2 separate regions of the Gossypium hirsutum genome follow, and region 1 is linked to region 2. A link is a contact called in public Hi-C data. All regions are on one chromosome and are shown on one strand. Each heading gives the region's core, a stretch centred on a gene start, on an enhancer-like site or on the middle of the called end of the contact. The rest is flanking DNA. Distances are from core to core; before and after follow the strand shown.

What was found. Hi-C and Micro-C count contacts between places; a contact is called where the count stands out from the background.
Region 1: a contact with region 2 is called in a Hi-C map of leaf, with 4 times the contacts expected there. The contact joins the promoter of LOC121214633 here to the promoter of LOC107910582 in region 2. A contact is called at or near these places in 2 of 34 Hi-C or Micro-C datasets (both in leaf).

Annotation. Positions count from the first base shown.
Region 1 is chrD02:14,424,055-14,430,061 of Gossypium_hirsutum_v2.1, reverse strand. LOC121214633 (ethylene-responsive transcription factor RAP2-4) reads right to left here and starts at 2,441. Exons shown (of 1, transcript XM_041088479.1): 1 at 707-2,441. The coding sequence starts at 1,881. The coding sequence ends at 913.
Region 2 is chrD02:14,222,366-14,228,373 of Gossypium_hirsutum_v2.1, reverse strand. It overlaps LOC107910582 (probable beta-D-xylosidase 7), which reads left to right and starts at 2,666. Exons shown (of 5, transcript XM_016838461.2): 1 at 2,666-3,258; 2 at 3,331-3,630; 3 at 3,725-3,992; 4 at 4,081-4,845; 5 at 4,920-6,008. The coding sequence starts at 2,767. The coding sequence ends at 5,488. It overlaps LOC107910583 (protein DOWNSTREAM OF FLC), which reads right to left. Exons shown (of 2, transcript XM_016838462.2): 2 at 5,557-6,008. The coding sequence ends at 5,735.

The DNA.
Region 1 (6,007 bases), core at 1,192-3,691, 200 kb before region 2:
ATAGAACTGTGGAGTTGAGCTAAGGTAGGTTGATTTTAGGCTTAGGTTTCGACCCTATCCTGTACATTGACAATTTTAAGTTCTAAGTAAAAGCATGTATTTTAAACTTATTCTTAATTCATTTATATATTAACATTGATATGAAGTAATTACAATTTTAACTAAAATTAATTACTATTATTTAAAGAAATTAATGGAAAAGAAATGGATTTAAATATGAAATTAAAGAAATAATATATAATTAAATTAAATTTAGTTTAAAATATTTACATGCATTTGTATAAAAAAAATTAAAAGAGAAGACAAAAGAAAATGTAATTATCATTTAAGACAATATATTTTAAAATTAACCTACATATTTTAATTGAAAAATATTTAATATATGAAATTTAATAATAATTAAAAAAGTATAACTAATTAGATTTTTTTTAATAGAAACTTATAAAAGTAATTAGATATATTTCAAACCATAATGGAAAAATAGAGTTTTTATCTTTAGGAGTTTTTCCAATTAAAGAGTGTTTTCAAGTTTTGATTGTGAAGTAGGAAGTTTAATTTAGAATGAAGATGAGATAAATATTAGGCATGAAAGGGAACATTGTATTGAAGGGTAATTGTGTCCATTTCAATCCAACGTACAGCTACAACAATCTTCCACGCAAGTTCAATTATATTTTTCAGAAACATTGTCATTCAAAGTAGTAAATAAAAAAGATGATAAATTCAATTACACTGACACTAACAGGTTTCTACCTTGGTTCAGCTGTACAAAAAAACGAGCTGACCACCATGGGAAACATTTCCAATTCCTTATAAATACAATAGGCTAAGGACCCTGACCTGCCACCGCAACTACCAAAAACTCGATTGCAGTGAGCTTAACTGTTACAAGAAATGAAACATACCCTTCTTTTAGGATTTTAAAATAGAATCCCAATCAATCTCATATGAAGGGTATTTCGACAACATAAAGTTTTCCGAAGAAAAACCAAATTCAGGCCATGAATGTTCGTTGAAATTCGAGAATGTAAGATCTGATAAAGGTGAAGATTCTGCTGACACCTCGTTCTCCGACACAACCGGAGACGAAGATGAAGAGTTCTCCAACTTCACTGTCTTTTCCTCAGGTTCAGGCGTTGCCACTTGAACCTTGTCCTTCTTCATTTCCTTTGATGTTTTTTTCTTGTTCCCTTGCTTTTGGTCATGTTCCAAGCTTTCACAAATGGCTTGAAGCTTGGCATCAACGGAGGAATGCAAAGGCTTGTATTCACCAATATGGGAACCTTGGTGGCGAAGGTTAGGGAAGTTGAGTCTCGCTGAGTCACCTCTAAGTTTATAGGCTGCTTTGTCATAAGCCAAGGCTGCTTGCTCGGCCGTTTCAAAAGTGCCTAACCAAAGGCGAGTCCGGTTCTTAGGTAGCCGAATCTCAGCGACCCATTTTCCCCAGTGACGTTGCCTAACACCTCTGTAAAGCTTGGTGGGTTTGGGTGGTGAACCCATCTGTTTCATTGAGACTGGTTTGGGGCTAATAAACCTGACCATAATGTTACTGCTGAAGCTGGGTTGGGGATTTTGGTAAAGGTAGCTAGGGTGGTAGGTTTGGAAATGGAACTGAGCCTGGATTTGGTTGGATTGAGCTTGGTCTAAGTTGTTTAGATCAATAGTTGAACCAGGTTGAGGCTCTTGCAGACCTGAAAATGCTGGGTAAAAAGTGGCTTGTGTTTGTGAAGAAGATAAAGAATTGTAAGAAGGGGAAGGGGAAGGGGAAGGGGAAGAAGAAGAAGCACTCTTCATAAAAGGTTCAAGTGCTTCCATCAATTCTCCTCCATAGAAATCTGATTGAAATGCTCCGCTACTATTAAAATCCATTGTAGCTGTCATCTCTTAAAACCAAAAGAAAAAATAAAGAAGAAGAAGAAACAAAATCAAATAAAGCAACCTGTTTCTTGACAAAACTTAAGCACAGGTTTGAAAATCAGAAAAAGAAAAAAAGGATTAATCAAGGAGGTTCTTTAAAATATATAACCCCTCGAAATCAAGTCTAAAAATCGAACTTTAAGGGACCAAAAATCACCCTTTCAGTTGATTTTATCTACAGAACCAAAAAAAAAATTCTAAACTTTGCTTGGAAAGTGAAAAATATTGGAAGACTAAAAAAAGCTGGATCTCGATTCTGAAAACACCTGGCTTTTGAAGAAATCCTTGTCTAAGTTCTGAAAAACAAACCCAAATATCAGATTTTATATTTTCAAAGACAGATGATTAACAGAAAGGGATTCAGAGAAGCGGGATGTGGGGGGGGGGGGAGGGAGAATGTTCACAAAGAAAAACCCAGAATTAATCAATAGCTTAAATCTTGAAAACAGAATGAATAGAATAAAAAGATGAAAGAGCTGCTTTGATTTTCTCTCAAGTAATTTGGGGTGAATGACTCTCGGCCTCACTTGGGGATTTCCTTTCAGCTCCTTCTCTTTATATAGTGGTTGGGCTCCTTCATTAACTCTCTTAATCAGGGTTAAGACTTTTAACCTCACTTTTGATTGCTTTAACCAATAATCTTTTGAAACGCGTGGGGACATTCTTCCTTCCTACACATGTGTCCTGCTCTTTACAGGTGTTGGTGGTCACTCTGTAATATTTCTCACGGATTTAATTGCGCTATGTTTGACATTCCTTCCATAAACATTAGATCGAATCGAGTAAAAAAATTTCGAGTTAATTGAGTTGTTAAATTATAATTTATTAATTTAATTCGATTCAAATCAAGTCAAGTAAAATAAAATTTTAGTCGGATAAAATAAAATTTTTCGAGTTAAATTAAAATCTTGTTACAGTATAACTAATTTCATATTAGAACGCATAAATTTGAAACTATATATATTTGAAAATTTTTTAAAGCAAAATAATAAAAATAAATACTTTAGTATGATAAACTTGAATTATTAATTTATTTATTTAAGTCTCCAAAATTATTATTCTAGAAAATTATTAATTTTTAACTTTTTTTATATATTTTTATAGTTTTTTTTGAAATTTTTATAATTTTTTAAAAAAATTGAAATTTTTATAAATTTTTTGAATTTTAAAAGTTATTTTTAATTTTTTGAAAATTATTTTGATTTTTTTTGTAATTTTTGTTGAAAGAGACCAATTTGCTCATTTTCAAACTTTACAGTGACCAAAAGGGAATTTACATCAATTTGTTATTCGAATTGTAAAATTCAACTCGATTCGAACTCGAAACTCAAATTACTTATTTGAGTTTACTCAAATAATTCGATTAACTCGAAATGCAATTTTTTTTTAATTTTTTCGAATCGAATCGGGTTTTACTCATTCTACTTGTGTTTAAACTTTGAGTTATTGCTTTTTTTCTCCCTATTTTTTTAATAAAATGATATTTTAAAATAGGGTAAATAACATAGTTAGTCACTTAATTTTCAAAATTTTTTATTTTTGGCACAAGAAAATAAAAGACATAATAATTTTTTTGCTCTCCAACTTTACAAAAAAATCATTTTAGCCCTCAATTTAATTTTTTGCCTCTTTTAGCCATTGAAGTTATTTTTTTGTCAAATCACCCAAAAATGAATGAAAAAATTAATACTTGTTAACTTTGCTGACATGACATATATGTAAATTGCTATATGTATAGCATGTCAACATTTAATTAAATTTTTAAAATTTTAAAAATATTAAAAAGTATTTCAAATAATTTTAATGATTTTAAAATTTTAAAATTTTAAAATTTAATTTTTTTAAAATTAATTAAATATTGACGTGTCATTCATGTGGCAATCCACGTGTATGCCACATCAGCAAAGTTAAAAAGCTTTAACTTTTTCATCAATTTTGGGGTGATTTGATAAAAAAACACAAGTTTAATGGCTAAAAAAGGAAAAAAATTAAATGGAGGGTTAAAATGATTTTTTTGTCACTTGAAGAGCCAAATAAGTCATTATGTCAAAATAAAAATTTTCTTTCAGAAACTGCCGCTAAAAACCATTTTCATTTTAAGCTTGCCTTTAAAAGTTGTTCACCCAGTTCTTAATTCAATGTTATTGTACATTCGTTTTAATCACCCAACTTTAGTAAGTTTTCATTTTGATTACCTAATTTTAATAAGTTTTCATTTTGATCACTTATCTTATCATTTTAATTTTTTTTAAAATTAATTTTAGTTTTATTTAGTTCAAACGAAAAATTGGGTGTATAGGGAAAAAATAGGTTTTTACATGAAAAATCATTAAAATTTTTAATTTCTTTTATTTTTTAAAATTAATTTTAGTTTTTTTACTGAGGAAAAACTTGGGTTTGTACGAGAAAATTTATTTTATCTTTTCTTAATTTCCTTTTATTTTTCATTTTCTAAAATTAGTTTTTAAACTTGTTCCTAGTAAAAGACAAAAACCTGGGGTTTTACACCTGAGTTTTATGGGGAAAACTTGGGTTTGTATAGGGGAAACACTTTACCTTTTTCATTTTCTTTTCCCCGGATTTTAAAATTAATTTTAGTTTTTTTGGTGTGAATTACTTGAGTTTTTACAGGGAATTTTTTTTAAAATAAATTGAGTTACAAGGAAAAACTTAGGTTTCATCTATGCAGTTGAATAACTTAATTCCTTATGAAACCTTAAGGTTTTTTTTTTGAAAAAATAAAATTAATTTAAAAAAATAAGTGATCAAAATAAAATTTTATTAAAGCTAAGTGACTAAAATGAGTGTACAATAACATTAAATTAACAATAAATGACCAAAATAATAATACTTTTTAATAACAGTGCTTAAAATAAAAATAGTTTTTGACCGTAGTGCCTAAAATAAAATTTTTTATTATACACTTACACTAATATACTTTTTACTTTTTATTTATTTACCTTCTTCTCAATTAATTAGTTCATAAAACCAACTCATTCAAACTAAATTTTAACAAAAATATATATTATATATTTAAAAAATCAATACTTGCAAATATCAATTAATCCAACTTAATAATAACATTGAAAATATAAAAAAAATGTAACAAACAAAATCAAGTTGGATGTATCTTAATTTATGAGACAACATTTATAGTTGAAGGAAAGGAAAGTTGATAACTAGTTCTGACCTAATTAATTAATGCATCATCAACTTGCCCACTTTGAGTTTTGATAAATTAATATATAGTTTTGCATAATTAATTAATAGTATGAATTAAAGTCATAAATGATAAGTATTAATTTTAAAAAGTTTTATTGATATAATTTTATTTAAAAAAATTGAAGATTTGTTTGAAAGTGGGGTTAAAGTTTGTGTTTCGTATCTACATGAATCTGGGTATAAATCATGTGATGTGTTCTCCTCCCTTTACTATTATAATTATAAAAATATACGAAAAATATAAAATTAATTTAGTTTTTTTTTTGCGTGGATAGATTTCTTTTCAAGTATAAAATTACTGTAAAATTTAAGTAATTTTAATTTTATGCTCTTTCATATATAATTGTATGATTAATATTTTAACAATTGACATATTTCATATTTCATTTATATAGATCATATATAATAAATTTGACGTAAATTAAAAATTTTAACTATTCTTTTAACAAAACAAAGCTTTTGTCCCTTCAATAAATATTAATATATATACACAATTTTTTAAATCAATATGATAGAGATATCAGATTGGTTTGATTTACATGCATGTCAATACAATTCTATCAACAAACTCAACGGCTGAATCGTTAAAATATTAATCTTATAAAAATATACGAAAAGTTGTAAAGCTATAGCAATTTACACCCTTTCATATATTGTTGTATAATTATTATTTTAACGATCAAACTATCATATTTCATATTCCATTTGTATAGATTATGTATGTCAAATTTGATATATATTAAAATTTTCTAATTATTTATTTTAGTAAAGAACTTTCAACCACTCAATAAATATTAATATATACACTTTTTTATTTCAATATAATAAACATATTGGATCGGTTCAAAAATTTAGATTCATAACAGTA
Region 2 (6,008 bases), core at 1,417-3,916:
ATTAATTACAAGTTTCTTTATATTAATAATGTTTTAAATGTATTTGAGATTCAATTATGACATGATTTGTGATTACAATTTTGATTCGATAGTTTTCTCGACATTAGGGGAGAAAAATAATAACTTGTAATGAGTTAGAGGGAGAGTAATTTGAACCAGAAGTTCAATAAGGATAACTCATTACAAGTTAACTATTAGATGTATTTACAAAGTTAATGAGAATAACCAAGTGTTATATATCATCTAATATTTTAATTTGAATCAAAGTTCCAGTAGGACAATCAGTTAGAATAAATAATAGATTAATCGGTTCCAAAGATGAAAATTCTTTTAGATGGTCATATAGTGGAGGCGGATGCTCTAGAAGAGACCCGAGACATAACTAATAAGTAAAACTTCAAAAGAGATTCAGGTACTTGAAACTAAACTTTAAAATGATAAAAATAAGAGATTTCAATAAGTTACGTCAATTCGAGAAAATGTGGAACCGAATAATAAATATGATCGACAATTATTTTGTATGCAATATTATTATTGAAATAATGAAATAAAAGGAAGATCTTGAATTAATCTATTGAGAAATATAGATATGGAATAAATTGATCGAAATAAAAAGACGCAACTCAAGTACAATTAAATTCGTGGAGTTTTTGGACCAGTAGTCCAAATATTGAAAGGTATAAAGCCAATGAGGGTGCAATTGAAATAGTTTTGCAAAAGCAGAATAAAAATTGATTATGAAAAGATATAATATTCTTTTGTGGTGGAAGTAATAACCTTTAGATATATTATTAAATTGACAATTCATAAAAGATTTAACTTGCGTCTAATGGTTATTGTTATAACCTTTTATGAATCACTATATAGTAAAGTTTATATTAAAATCCTTGAAGAATTTAGGATGCTAGAAGCATATTGAAATTCTCAATAAATTGTTCATTTATATAAATTGAAATAATTTGAACATATGTGGCAAATTTGACTTAGTGAATAGTAGTTGAAGGAGGATTATAAAATGATCCAAAATACCTATTTGTGTTTTTATAAAAGAATCATGATTAAAGTTTGTTATGATTATTGTTGAATCTCTTGAAGAGATCAAAATATATTTCCCCAAATTTCTCTCACTCATGACTTTTAAAAGAATGGTAATATAAATGCTTAGCAAATACATTCAAATAGACATTTGAAAAACTAGTATTCAAGATTGAATACGTAGAATATAACAAAATATGTGATGCTTTCATGAGGGGAAGTAAATATGAGTTGCACTCTTTTTCCCTTAATCGAGGTTTTGTCCCATTGGGTTTTCCTGGTAAGGTTTTTAATAATGCAACATATTATGCATATTATAGATTGTGTACTCTTTTTCCTTATTAGGTTTTTATCCCACAAAGTTTTCCTAATAAGGTTTTAACGAGGTACATTATCTATAAATGGACATCCAATGGGGAGTGATATGAATATCTTATTAAGTGGATGTCCATCATGATTAAGATAAAGTTTTAATGTACTTTAAATTCTAATAGTTATTAGAATTAGATCTCTACTTCTTTTATACTTCTTATGCCTATAAATAGATATTCTGATGAAGTATTGTAATCCTTCCTTTGATCAATAAAGTACATTATTTATTGCTTTCATATTTTTTTTGTTCTTTATTCTCTCCGTCTCCCTTTATTTTATAACAACTTCAAAATTGTTATGAAATAAAAAAATAGAGAGAATAAAAATAAGAGAAATAGGAGAGCAAACGTAGTTACTTATTTTATTTATCAATAAAATAGGAGAGCAATACTTCTCCAAGTCTATATTTATAGACATAAGAAGTATAAATTACATATAGTTCTACTCCTAATGAACTTTAGAGTTTTAATGTATATCAAACTTTTTATTCTAATGAACATTCACTTTTATAATAATAAAATATTCAAAACAAAAATAAAAATATTAATTGATATTCAATTTAATAAAAAATTCAGATAATATATTTTATTTTAATAATTAATTGATGAACTTTAATAATGACTTTAATATTAATGAGAATAGTAATAATAAACCATTATTTGATTTTAATAAAAATATGATATAATAATTTATTAAAAATTATTAAGGGCATTTCACTATTTGTAATTATAATTTTAGAGTTGATAAGTTTTTGCTAGTGTTTTAACCCACAAATACAATATATATATAGACGGTATTGAAAAAATTAGTAACAAATCTTTAAAAAAAATAGTAATAAAAGGATTAATATATACGAAACTATTTAAATTTGGCAACTTGTACTTACTTGGTACGTTAATTGTTTTTTTTACCTAATTGATACCTAAATTTGAAAATTGTAAATCAATTTGATACTTTTTTTAGGTATCTGACTAACACTGTTAAAAACACTGTTAAAAAGATTGATATGACATTAATAGTCAATAGCATGATGACATGTGATAAAATTTTTAAATAATTTTTTATTTTTATTTTTATCATGTGTCAAAATGAAAGGTTGTCATGTATTATTAGATATCAATGTTATGTCCACGTATTTTGATGATGATGATAGTCAAATACCTAAAAGAAAATAATAAATTAATATGTTTCCAAATTTTGATATCAATTACGTCTAAAAGAAATTTTAGGTTCAAGTATTAATTCATAATAAACGAAAATCTTAATTAAAAAAATAACTCGTGATATTATCTTGTAACAGAATAAGGTCCCAAAAGCCCATTCAGTGTAACAGTGGTCCCATAACTCATTAGACAAGAGATGCAGCAAAGCTCTCACACCACTTCCTTGTCTATTCGCTCGTTCCAGTTCTGCTCTAACAATTCAGTCACCTTTACCAACATGAAACTCCCAACTCTATCCGTCCTTTATCTCATTCACCTTACTTCATTGCTGCTCATCTTAGCTGAGTCGACTCAGCCTCCGTTCTCCTGCGACATATCCGACCCACGAACCAAATCCTACCCTTTTTGCAAAACTACACTCCCCATCACCCAACGTGTCCAGGATCTGGTTTCCAGGCTCACATTAGACGAGAAGATATCCCAACTCGTTAACTCAGCCTCCTCCATTCCAAGACTTGGCATCCCTGCCTATCAATGGTGGTCCGAAGCGCTGCATGGTGTTGCCTATTCGTTGAGGGTCACGCAAGGTATTCGTTTCAATGGAACAATCCAGTCAGCCACCAGTTTCCCTCAAGTCATTCTCACCGCTGCTTCCTTTGATGCTCACCTTTGGTATCGCATTGCTCAGGCAAGTCCTCAAGGACCCCTTTTTTTTCATCTTTTTTTATGATTCATATTTTCAATTTATGATTGTTTTCAGGCAGTTGGAATAGAAGCTAGAGCTATTTACAACGCTGGACAAGCAATGGGCATGACATTTTGGGCACCCAACATTAATATATATAGGGATCCAAGGTGGGGAAGAGGGCAAGAGACGCCTGGTGAGGATCCATTGGTTTCTGGGAAATATGCAGTTTCATTTGTGAGAGGGATACAAGGGGACTCTTTTGAAGGTGGGAAACTTGGCCAACATCTTCAAGCTTCAGCTTGTTGTAAGCATTTTACTGCTTATGATTTGGATAACTGGAAAGGAGTGAAACGATATGTCTTCAATGCAAAAGTATGTGTAAATTGTACACGTCAAAATTTGTAACATAATTTGTTTGTTTGATTGGCTTTGAATTTGGAAAACTCCATTTTTTTGTGTATTTCAGGTCAGTTTACAGGATCTGGCAGATACATATCAGCCTCCATTCCAGAGCTGCATACAGCAAGGGAAAGCTAGTGGGATAATGTGTGCTTACAATCGTGTTAATGGAGTCCCTAACTGTGCTGATTACAATCTGTTGTCGAAAACAGCCCGAGGCCAATGGGGTTTCAATGGATACATCACCTCTGACTGTGATGCTGTCGCCATCATTCATGAAGATCAAGGATATGCTAAACTACCAGAGGATGCTGTAGCTGATGTTCTTAAAGCTGGTATTAGTTTTTTTTAATATCTAAAGCTAGGCTGTATTGATGGACGTTAATATCATCGTTATGAACCTTTGATCAACGAATTTTACAGGAATGGATGTCAACTGTGGTACCTATTTGAAGAAATACACCAAATCAGCTGTTGAAAAGAGAAAATTACCTGTATCTAAAATAGACAGAGCCCTTCATAACCTTTTCTCAGTCAGAATAAGGCTGGGGCTTTTCGACGGCAATCCAGTTAAACAGCCTTATGGAACCATTGGTTCAGATAAGGTCTGTTCTCAAGAGCATCGGAATCTTGCCCTTGAGGCTGCTCGAAATGGCATTGTCCTTCTGAAGAACACGGATAAACTCCTTCCGCTTTCGAAAACCAAAACTACTTCCCTTGCAGTGATAGGGCCTAATGCGAATTCTGCAAAAACACTTGTCGGAAACTATGCAGGCCCTCCTTGCAAACCTGTTACACCATTGCAAGGGCTGCAAAGTTATGTTAAAGACACCAGGTTTCACCAAGGTTGTAATGCAGTTAATTGTTCTTCTGCCTTCATTGCTCAATCAGTGAAGATAGCAAAAGGAGCAGATCATGTTGTGTTAGTAATGGGATTAGATCAAACACAAGAGAGTGAAGATCATGATCGTGTAGACTTGCTTCTTCCACCAAAGCAACAAAACCTGATTTCTAGAATCGCAAGAGTTGCCAAGAATCCAGTCATTTTGGTGCTTCTATCAGGAGGTCCGGTTGACATATCATTCGCTAAAAATGATCAACACATCGGAAGCATTCTATGGGCCGGTTATCCAGGTGAAGCCGGAGGTCGTGCATTAGCAGAAATTATATTTGGTGATCACAACCCTGGTGAGTTCATTTCTTTTCTTTGCATGATAAACAAAAGGCATACTTAAGTTTGTAAGCTTCAAATTTGTATACAGGAGGGAGGTTACCAGTTACTTGGTATCCACAAAGTTATGTTAACGTGCCGATGACGGACATGAGAATGCGACCTGAACCTTCATCCAGCTATCCCGGACGCACCTACAGATTCTACCAAGGACCGAAGGTTTTTGAATTTGGTTATGGTCTTAGCTACTCGAACTACACTTATGAAATTCTCCCTGTAACACAAAACAGGGTCCATATAATGGTTGAGAGCTCAAATCCTCACAGGTACTTGCCTGTTTCAGAGATGGGAGACGAAGTTTGTGAAAAAATGAAGTACACAGTCAAGGTTCGAGTTAAAAACCATGGTGCGATGGCCGGTAAGCATCCAATGTTGCTATTTGTGAGGCAACCAAAGATGGTCAATGGGAGGCCAGTGAGACAATTAGTTGCATTCCAGAGTGTTAACCTGAACGCAGGGGAAAGAGCTGATGTTGAATTTGAGTTGAGGCCATGTGAGCATCTTAGCTCAGCCAAGAAAGATGGTTCGATGGTGATTGAAGAAGGGTCTTATTTATTGAGCATTGGAGACAAAGAATCAGAGATTCAAGTTGTTAAATAATACAACTCATAGCTAATGTACCTTATTGCTAAATAAACAGCAGTTTCATCAAGTTGAAACAACATCAATTACCCAAAAAAATACTTCCGAGATAGAAGCCATAGCTTAGGTTTATATAATTGGTAATAGAATTTGTAAGAAAAATAAGTTATAGAAGTCCTCTAAACGTAGAAATAACGGAGCAATTCACATAACAAATAGCAGACAACATCATATTTCATATGCAAATAAATCCAAACCAACACACTAGACATCCTCCTCATCCTCCTGATACATCTTCATCATCTCAGCACAGCCTGCTTCAGGCTCGTCAACCATGAAGCCCATGGCATTGGCATAACGGGTGGTGGATGAAATGCCATTGAAGTTGGTCAAGATAACACGGGCACGTTCACGACCGGGGGACATTGTGGCACAACCAAGCTGGGAGCTCTTCACAAGAACTGCATCACAGATCTGATCCAAGTGATCCTCGGATACACGAATCTGGTATTTTCCGGTTTTGTCGGTGTATCCCTCC